Linked DNA regions of Mus musculus: region 1 is linked to region 2. Evidence: chromatin contacts called from public Hi-C data. All regions are on one chromosome and are shown on one strand. Each heading gives the region's core, a stretch centred on a gene start, on an enhancer-like site or on the middle of the called end of the contact. The rest is flanking DNA. Distances are from core to core; before and after follow the strand shown. Region 1 has its middle 34 kb from the start of Gm38996. Region 2 holds the start of Gm34052 (a long non-coding RNA gene).

Region 1 (5,332 bases), core at 803-3,302, 400 kb before region 2:
GGAGGCCAGAGAAGCCCTCACCTGTGCCTCCTGTGTTAATCTGGATGATCTCTAGCCTTACCCTGCTCAATGTTCTTGGAGTGGGCTTACTCTAGTGTCAGCAGCTGGTAAATGGCACATAGACCTTTGTTTTCAAGATTGTTTGAGAAAGTAGCTAATGAACTTTTTAAACGTTCCCCCAAACTCAAACACACACAAAAAACTGAATGCCAAAAATCTACTTAAATTCTGCTTGAACGTTCCCCCTTTATCTCTCTCTCTCTCTCTCTCTTTCTCTGTGTGTGTGTGTGTGTGTGTGTGTGTGTATGTGTGTGTGTGGTGGTGGTGGTGGTGGTGGTGTGTGTGTGTGTGTGTGTGTGTGTGTGTTCACATATCTGTATCTGTCTAATGGTACTCTGTTAGTCAGTGAAGAAAATTACTCCTGTTGATGAGGAGACAAATGTTCCTCCACAGCAGGGAAGTAGGATCCCTACACTCTGGGCAACTGCCCTAGGTGGGGGCCCACTATACCACTCCTGGGCATATACCTAAAAGATTCTTCAACATAGAACAAGGACACATGCTCCACTATGTTCATAGCAGCCTTACTTATAATAGTCAGAAGCTGGAAAGAACCCAGATGTCCTTCAACAAAGGAATGGATACAGAAAATGTGGTGCATTTACACAATGGACCACAATTTATACAAATTACTCAATTACAAAATTTACACAATTTACTCAACTATTAAAATGATGAATTCATGAAATTCTTAGGCAAATGGATGGAACTAGAAAATATCATCCTGAGTGAGGTAAAAGAACACACATGGTATGTACTCACTGATAAGTGGATATTAGCCCAAAAGCTCGGAATACCTGAGATACAATTCACAGACCACATGAAGCTCAAGAAGAAGGAAGACCAAAGTGTGGATGCGTCAGTCCTTATTAGAAAAGAGAATGAAATACTCACAGGAGCAACTATGGAGACAAAGTGTGGAGCAGAGACTGAAGGAAAGGCCATCCAGTGACTGTCCCACCTGGGGATTCATTACAGATACAGTCACCAAACTCTGACACTATTGTGGATGCTAAAAAAATGCTTGCTGAAAGGAGCCTGATATAGCTGTCTCTTGAGAGGCCCTGCCATACCTTACAAATACAGAGTCAGATGCTGGCAGCCAACAATTGTACTGACTGTGAGGTCCCCAATGGAGGAGTTAGAGAAAGGACTGAAGGAGCTGAAGGGATTTGCAACCCCATAGGAAGAACAAAAATATCAACCAACCAGAACCCCCAGAGCTCCCAGGGACAAAGCCACCAACCAAGAGCATACATGGCTTCAGCTGCATATGTAGCAGAGGACAGCTTTGTCAGGTATCAATGGGAGGAGAGGTCCTTGGTCCTATGAAGGCTTGATAGATGCCCCAGTGTAGGGGAATAGAGGCTGGGGAGGTGGGAGTGGGTGGGTGGTTGGAGGAACATCCTCATAGAAGCAGGGGAGGGGATGGGATATGGGGTTTCCAGGAGGAGAAAGCTGGTAAGGGGATAACACTTGAAATGTAAATAAATCAAAAAGAAAAAATCAGCTCCTCTCAGTGGCTAGGCAGAGGCAGAGATCAGATGCAACCAAATTTAGCAGCTAGGTTATACCTTTTTCCTAGGAGCCCCAAAAGCTTCACTGTTGGGAAGCCTCTAGATATGAATCATGAGACAGAGGCAAATCCTGCTGATGTTGGTGCAAAGGTGGAATGCAGGACTCACAGACAAGGTTTCAGCTTAGTAAGTCATTAGGTTCTTCTGAGCATGTATGGTGAGTACTGCCTGTGCCCACCCATACTTCCCTGTATTTATTTCTGCTCTGATTCTAATACCACATCCTGTGTTCTTCCACCTGCCAATCTCTCTCCCTGCTGGAATCATGGGAGTGTGAAGTCACCAGGGAGTTGGAATCCTTGGAAACAATCTGAAAATGACTCATAAAGAGGAGTGGGAAAGCAGTGAGAGTGTACCCTTCTGACCCCAATATTGCCTTTGGGACTCTGATTTGGCCATCCTGGAAGAAGCTGGCATGATAACTGTGGCTGCATGTATTATAAATGCTAATTATGTTCTGGTACTGTTTGTACCAGAGTGTCTGCAAGTAGCTTCTGGGAATTTGCCCCCAATTGGTTCTGGTTGGTAAAGAGAGATGCCAACAGCCAATAGCTGGGCAGAGCAGACAAGGGCAGGATTTTAGGATTCCTGGGCTTGGGACTGGGAGGAGAAGGAAGGCAGAGATTTGCCATGTAGGGAGTATAGAAGAGAGGAGACACACCATGGCTGAGAATAGTGCAGGACAGAACGGCATGGCCACCAAGTGAAGAAACCAGGAGAGCAGGGTCCAGAGCACAGCCCAGTTGGTCCAGAGCAGCCATGATAGAACATAGAATTAGTAAGTAATAACTTGGAAATAACCAAGTGGAGGTTAGGCAGTGGCCCAGCTATTGAGCTGTGTAAGGCATATTAAAGTGTAAAGGCTGTGTGTGTCTTTCATTCAGGAACATACAGCATTGAGGTGGGTAGCGAAGTCACTGCCGAGGTGTCATAATATTTATTTCAACAGATAACACTGCCAGCCAGCTGCCTCCCCTTACTAAGTCCATCCAAATACATCCAATCAAACTTTTGCCTGGAAAGCTGAAGAATGTGTGCCAGAAATGCTCTATTCCCAACGGGATGTGTAGCCGGAGCCACACGGTCTCAAGTGCTATTGGTGAAACCAGCAGGTTTCATGAAGATGGACATCTGCTGAGCACCTGACCTCTGTCAGTCACTTTATCAACTGTAGAAAGGGGCAAAATTTTAAAGAGGACGCAGAATTGCTGCTCTTAGGTGTCCATGTTCGACAGACACATGTGATTTCAGTGCCATGTGGTTGAAATAATCACTCAGCACATGTTGCAAAGTCATTAGTGGACTTTAAAAATATTAAACTTTTTTCTATTGTCACATCACATACAGTTAACTTCCATAGACAGATATTGGGGGACACTTATTCATTCTGTCTTAGTTACCATTCTATTGCCGGGAGGAGACACTATGACAAAGGCGACTTATAAAGCAATGCATTTTGCTGGGGACTTGCTTACAGTCTCCGAGGGTTAGTCTGTGATCATCATGTGAGGAAGCACAAAGGTGCTGAAGCATTAGATGAGAACTTTACGTGTACAGGCAACAGTCAGAAAGAGAGAGGGACAGAGACAGAGACAGAGAGACACACACAGACAGACACAGAGACAGAGAGATAGAGAGACAGACTCAGAGACACAGAGATGCAGTGACAGACAGAGACAGACAGAAACAGACAACGACACAGAGACAAAGAGAGACAGACACAGAGAGAGTCATGATTGGGCCTGGCATGGGTATTTGAAACCTCCAAGACCACATGCACCTTCTCCCACAAGGTCATACCTCCTAATCCTTTCCAAACAGTTTTACTAACTGCGGATCAAGCATTCAAAAATATAAGCTTGGGGGGGGTCCATTTCCTCTCAAACCACCATATACTCCCCATTAAATAATTCTTTAGCAGAAACCACTTGGTTATGCTATAACTCATTTCAGTTCTGACACCACCTGCTTGGACTCGGAATCTGATCCCATAGGCAAAATGCTCATTCATACACACAATCCCTCATTTGAGACAATAATCACAACTAGTGGGTTTTCACTGACAGTCCTAAGCCATTGGCTTATGGGCTACTTATTCCTCCTTAGATTCCATTGATTTGTTAGAAGGATGCATAGAACTAGAAAACACACATATCTGCCAAGTAAGGATGGTTGACACTGATCTCCAGTTTGAATGGAATAAGAAATGAATACACAGGTGAGTCTGTGAGGAAATTTACAGAAACTGTTAACTAAAGGTTAACATGTGGACAGCACCATCACATATGATTGGGACAGAAGTCCAGATGAAACCAAGAGGGGAAGGAGAAGGAGACCACCAGTGCAGATTCCTGTATCCATGGGATGCAAAGCTTTTCTCTGCTAGTCTCATCACAAACCAAATAGCCATTGAGAAAGCAAATTATCACAGACTGAAAAGACTCTTAAGTCAAAGGTAAGCAACTGCTTTCTATGGAATTGAAACCTCCTCCATAGGAGGGAATTCTTGTCTGATACTACAACACCTAGTCAAAATCCCACAACTAGGGAGGAGATAGCTCCTAGTGAAGAAGTTATTGCTGTTATTTTGCTAAATAGATATGATATACTCATCAAACTGCCTTCTAAATAATTGTTTGTCTCTGTAGGTTAGTGCTGCCATCAGCTTTGGTCAGAGAAGCTTCTTTTTGTAGGGAGCAACAGTGACTTCAGAGACTGCTAACTTGGCCAAATACTGAGATTAAATGACTGATGAAAAGCTCAGGCCTAAGTGGAACATCTGTCTGATGTCCTCTGAAACCCAATGAACACTGCAGAAGAAATGTAAGAGTTAGAGGATGGGGTGACATGTTGGGTAACAGTGTCTTCCAGGCATAGTGCATCTGTGGCACTATTAAATTCACAAATATGTGACTACCAGCACACAGCTTATACAAAATGAGGACATTAAGCATCCTGAGGAGGAGGGACTCACAAGGTCTCACTTCCTTGTGAAGATTATAGGGAGTTAGTCATTGTTGGAGGAGTTTTCCCCCCAGTGGTGTAGCTTTTGGCACAATGTGCATCCTTCTATAAGTAGGGATTAAATTTGTTGGGTCACAAAACTTCAAAAAAGACATGAATGTCAAAGGGTGTTAGGTTCGAAGAAAAAGGGGATCAGCAGGAGTGGGAAAAGACATGATGTAATGGGATGAATATAAATAAAATACATATATCACATACATATACACATACACATATACATATATAATACACACACGTATATATATGTGTGTGTATATATGTATGTGTGTGTATATATATATATATATACACGTGTGTGTAAATATATATACGTGTGTGTGTGTGAGAGAGAGAGAGAGAAAGAGAGAGAGAACAAGTGAAAATGTCACAATAAAAAACCCCACTATTCTGAATAATCAATACATAATAAAGAACACAGAAAAGAAAAGACAAGACAAGAAAGAAAAAGCTTGAGGACAAACTGGGTTACATAATGAAATCTAGGCCAGCCTGGTTTACAGGGCAAGATACAAAAGTGATCCCTAAATATCCAGAGTAAACAAACAAACAAACAAACTTAAATTCTATCTTGGGAACACAAATTTGAGGCTTAGTCTGTGATCTTAATGAAACCAGTATTGCCAATTCTTTCTATTTTGAAAAAAGCTCTGTGGCAAAAAATAAAAATATCA
Region 2 (5,351 bases), core at 71-2,570:
AAACTAAATAGGAAAGCCTCTGCTGTAGGCATCAGATGCTATTTGATGAGGTTCTTTGACTTCTTATTTCAGGAAGCCAGGAATCTGTTTGGGGTTTACCTAATAGTCATGAGAATGCAAACGCATAGTTGCTAAGGTAACTACAGCTATCATGAGGTAATTTGACTCTGATCCTACAACACTCCAGCTCTCCACAATCAGAGAAGTGAGAGCCCATGAACACTCTCCTTCAAAGATGTCATTTTGTGTATTTCTAAGCTTTTTCAAAAATGTGATCTTTGTTTACAATAGTTTGAGGCCTCTTTTCTTGGTTTAGATCAAGCTTTTAATCAATAAAATACAGACAGAGGTTTTAGCATTACAAAGAAAAATGTTTTTTAAATGTATGTATTCTTATTGCATGTGTATGAGTGTTTTTCATATATACATATCACATATATATATGAAGCTATGTGTGTATGTATATATGTATGTGTGTGTGTGTGTGTGTGTGTGTGTGTGTGTGTGTGTGTGTGTGTGTGTGTGTGTGTGTTTCACATTCATACATCGTACTTATGAAGGCGTTGAGTCCCCTGGAACTGAAGCTACAGGCAGTTGTAAGTCACTGTGTGGCTTTTGGGATCTTCTACAACACCAAATGTTTCAACCACTGAACCATCTCTCCAGCGCCCAATCAACAGATTATGTTATAGTTAATTATTCTGTGAACTCAAGCAGGTACAATCCCATTTGAATACTTAAAAAAAAAAACCACACATTTTGACTACTCCCCAATCTTAAATACTCTCTCAGACATTTCGTATTCAGCTGGGTGAAGTGGAATCCAATTGTAATATCAGCATGTGGAAGCTGAGACAAAAGGATTTTGTCTGGTAGCCAGCCTCGAGTATAGAACCGAGCCATTCTCAGAAACAAAGGGCTGTTGAGATAGCTCAGCAGGGAAAAGTACTTGCTGCCAAGGCTGGTGGCCAGCATTGAATCCCTGGGTCCTACATGGTTGAAAGAAAGCTGACTCCCACAAATTATCCTCTGACCTGTACATGTTTGCTGTGGCATGTGTGCACATGTTCACATACACAAATAAAGTAACACATAAAGTCATACAAAGAAGGAAGCAAAACAATGCATGTTTATTTCCACTACTTTCTAAATCCAATGCAAATCTTTATTATGATGAACAAAGGCTGTGTTCTCCCTAGAGTGTGTTGGACTGTACATTATCAAAAAATATAACTCACCCTGCTCAAGGGACAGGAGCCTCCATCTTCTGCTGCAAGCAGAATAAAATAGGGGATTTCCAGAATTGTGTCATTCTGAGTCAAAGCACCCTTTTCCAGGACTCAGGCCGTGTCTGCTTTGCTGCTCTGTAATTCTTGGCCTCTGCCCCAGCTTTGGGTCCAAGATAGCTGTTGATGCAAACCCAGACATGTCACATCCCACTGTACAGAGACTAATAAGTAACTACTTCCTCCATGTACCTTTAACTTTTTCCCCTTATTTTTATAGTGCAGAGGACCTGACTATCTTCCCATCTTGCTTTGTAGTTTTGTCTAAAGACTGCTTTGTGGGTTGTTTTTGTTTTTGTTTTTGTTTTTTTTCTCCTGTAAGTTGTTTACTTGAGGATGGAGTCTTTTTCTTAGTCACTGGTCTGAAGCAATCATGTGAAGCCTTTTCTCTTTGCAGGATCAGGAAGGGCATGAAATATGCATTTGGACAGTGAAATAGGAGGAGGAATAGCAAGTGAGGGCACAGAGAGAGGTGTCTGCTGTGACTTTGCAATGAGAAGGGCATCCCACCGTGGCGAGCAATATGGATGCAGCTCGGTGATGTGATCGCAAGGGAAGCAAGGCTGACACAGAAAGGAGAATATTGCCAAAATAATTTGGATTTAAGGTACACCACGTGATATTTGTTGATGGGATTTGAGAAGGGCTGGGTCTGGAGGGGTTGTTTTGTGGGTTTGATTTTATTGGATTAGATTTTTGAGACAAGCTCTTACCATGCAGTTCATGCTGTCCTTGATTCTCCCGCCTTAGCCTTCTGTTTATTAGGACTACAGTCATGCACTGTCATACCTAGACGCAACACGGTTAATTTTTGTTCTTGTTTTTATTGGAGGTGGTGGTGGTGGTTGTTTTGTTGTTGTGGTGGTTGTTAGAAAGTGCCTCACTATGCAGCCCTAGCTGGCCTGGAATTTACCTTGTAAAACAAGCTGCACTTGAACTCACAGAGACATGCCTGTTTCTGCCTCCCAAGTGTTTGGCTTAAAGGAATGCATCACCATGTGCACCTGATGTCTGGTTGAATATATTTTCTGTGAAGTTATTACTAAAAGCAAGCAAATTAGCATATTCACTGCCTCAGTTTTTAGTGTGAAGGTGCAAATGTGTGTACATGTATGTGCGTGACCACAGGGCCCTGTGCGAGCAATGAGAACACCTGACCTCTACTTTTGTTTTTGACAAATCTCACATTACAAACATTGTTATAGACTATAATAGTCACTGTATTCTATATCTGGTCACCCATACTTATTCAGTTTATGCCTGAAAGTTCAGCCCTTGTGATTAACACCTCCAAACTTTCCCCCAGCCCTGACCCCTCAAGCATGATTCCACCCTCTGCTTCTGAGTCTGACATTTTTGTCTTTTCATATAAATGAGATCATGCAACACATGCCCTCTGTGTCAGCCCTGTTCCTGCCATCATGTCCTCTAGACTCCTCTGTGTCACTGCCCATGACAGGATGCCCTTCTCATTATAAAGCTTTGGAGACATCTGTCCCTGCTGCCCCCAACTACTATCCCTTCTCTTGTCTCATTGTCCAAATGCATATTTCATGCCCTTCCTGAACCTGCCACTAGCAAGGAGAAAGGAATATGCATGGTTGCCTCAGACCAGTGACGCTCTTCCAGGCAGCTGAGGAACAAACTTCTTCCCTCAAGTATATAAGCTTATAAGAAATAATAGATAGATAGATAGATAGATAGATAGATAGATAGATAGATAGATAAGGTAAAGATGAAACTGCAAATAAAGACAGAAGGTCTTTGGACTGTCTATAGTTGCCCTATGGTGACTATTATAAAGACCACTGAGAGATTGAACAACGGTCCGGAATTAAAAGACATTAAAAGACATCTTTGGGGAGTGGGTGGGTAGGGGAGTTGGGGGAGGGTATGGGGGACTTTTGGGATAGCATTTGAAATGTAAATAAAGAAAATACCTAATAAAAATATATATGTATATTAATATATATATATATAAAGTTCCGACTCCATATCTTGAAATTAAAAAAAAAAAAGAAAGACATCTTTGGATATTCAGATTCTAAATCCCAGAGAATTTCTTTAAAATCAGCCAAATTACTTTATGGCTACAGCACAAAGAAGTCCCCATAACAATTAAAATGAGAGGCCATGATTCAGGTGAGATTAAAAGGTTATAGAGAATAAAAAATGATTCGCCAATTTAAATGGGGTGGAGAGGAGCTATCCTAAGGACAAGGTAGAGCTCACAAAGCCAAATTCTGAATTACAGCATCAGATATCTATAAACTGGAGTGGACTTTAGGCACTGGAGAACATTTTGGCAAGCTTACTCTCTGGGCTCTCTTCCTGGCTTAGGAAGAGCAGTGAACCCTGACCCCATGATCCCAGCCCCCTTCTTTAACAGCCCTCAAGCACTGAGAGATGACTTCCCAAAGTAAAGTGCGATGTGTAGTAGAAAAACTTGGGAGCTAGGTGGCCGCACAAGGAGATTGCATCACAGATGCCCTTGTCTAAGAGGGCAGATTGTGACTCAGCAGACCCACCCACTGGACTGAAGAAGATGAGGGTGTCATGGATGGTCTGGCTCTGAATGAGTGCCAGGAGCTGAGCAACCAGTTTCAAGTAGATACTGCTGATCCTCAGAATACCCATACACACTTCCAGTTACCCCGAGGCATTTTATTGGAGATCTGTTTGCAATCAACTGGACTTACTCCATCTGAAATGAGTGAACAGTGGCACTCTGTCTTTTGGGTCATTCTTCTGCATGCCATGGAAAAGCAGAGTTCCAAAGATCTTGTTAACCCTTGCCTGTATGAAAGGGATTATAAAATCAATCATTCGCTCAAAGAATCAGTAAGGCAAATGAAATGTTTACAATCCCGCTAAGATATCCCCACATCCCAGGTAATAAGATAGAAACTGAAAGTTAACACTGTGACCTGTCTATAAAGTGCTTAAGTGGATCAATCAAGTGCCTATCATTCGGAGCCAGCCAGTGGCAGACATGTATAACTAGTCTGGTAACCATAGCAACCCTCTGTACATCCTAGCCTAAGTCTGCCTTTTTGATTATTTGAAAAATATTTTTAAGGTAATTGTTGGATCCCTTTAGCAAATAAGACAAGTTTATCTTAGGAATTAGGCTTGCAAAAACTTAAGAAAGGATACAGGAAGTGGGTTTGAACTCCAAAGTAAATGCATGTGCCAACACCATCCTGTATCTTATCCATGGTATGTGAGAAGTATAAAGTGTTTCAGTATATGAGAGAGGCTTCTGGAAGTTTTTGTTATTTTTTTTTTAATTTGGAGGAAAAAATCTCACTGCATAGCTTAGTCTGCCTTGAATTCAGGATTGTAGGTTATGGGCTTTATTAGTCAGGGTTCTCTAGAGGAACAGAACTGATAGAAAAAATTATATGTACATGTATCCATATATACACACATATAAATACATGTTGAACATATACATATATGTTTTATGACTTATATATACTACATATGTATATATAACTATATATGTATGAATAACATATTCATTATATATAACATATACATTCATTTATAGGCATATTTAAAGGGAATCTTTTATAAAATGGCTTACAGGCTGTGGTTCCACTAATCCAACAATGGCTGCTTACCAAATAGAAAGTCCAAGAATCCAGTAGTTGTTCAATCCAAGAGGCTGGGTGCTCAGCTGGTTTTCAGTATATGCTGGAGTCCTGAAAAAGTAGGCTCTAATGCCAGTAAACGAATGAAGTTGCCAGCAAGAGCAAGCAGAAGCAGACAAAAAAAAAAAAAAAAAACCAAAGCTTCCTTCTTCCATGTCTCTAAATAGGCTGCTGCCAGAAGAAAAATCCCTCAGAGGTGTGCCCAGCTGCTTGGGTTTTAGTTAATTCCAGGTGTAGGCAGGTTGACAACCAAGAACAGCCACCACGCTGGCATTACACGTAAAAGTCACCATTCCTACTGTTCCTTCTTTGTCAAATACCCTAAGAGGTCAATATTATCCTCCAACTCCATTCCCTCTCCCCTGGGTAAAAAAAATTAACCATTCGTCCCCAAAACAGAACATTTTGG

The links. Hi-C and Micro-C count contacts between places; a contact is called where the count stands out from the background.
Region 1: a Hi-C map of muscle stem cells shows a contact between it and region 2, with 2.8 times the contacts expected there. The contact joins two enhancer-like sites. A contact is called at or near these places in 2 of 39 promoter capture datasets (hippocampal neurons and liver), 28 of 484 Hi-C or Micro-C datasets (the 3T3-L1 cell line, the AML12 cell line, the C10 cell line and 12 more) and 1 of 115 datasets of contacts at active chromatin or transcription factors (fibro-adipogenic progenitors).

Annotation. Positions count from the first base shown.
Region 1 is chr7:40,259,226-40,264,557 of GRCm38.p6, reverse strand. No RefSeq gene overlaps it. Among named protein-coding and RNA genes, the nearest start is that of Gm38996, 34 kb to the left of the region's middle. Within about 2 kb of position 2,052, at least 3 of the 459 cell types and tissues checked have an H3K27ac peak or open chromatin away from gene starts, as enhancers often do. A contact at or near this core is called in muscle stem cells, where this site is marked.
Region 2 is chr7:39,863,255-39,868,605 of GRCm38.p6, reverse strand. It overlaps Gm34052 (a long non-coding RNA gene), which reads right to left and starts at 5,080. Exons shown (of 4, transcript XR_391385.2): 1 at 4,913-5,080; 2 at 3,986-4,082; 3 at 1,239-1,406. Within about 2 kb of position 1,320, at least 38 of the 459 cell types and tissues checked have an H3K27ac peak or open chromatin away from gene starts, as enhancers often do. A contact at or near this core is called in muscle stem cells, where this site is marked.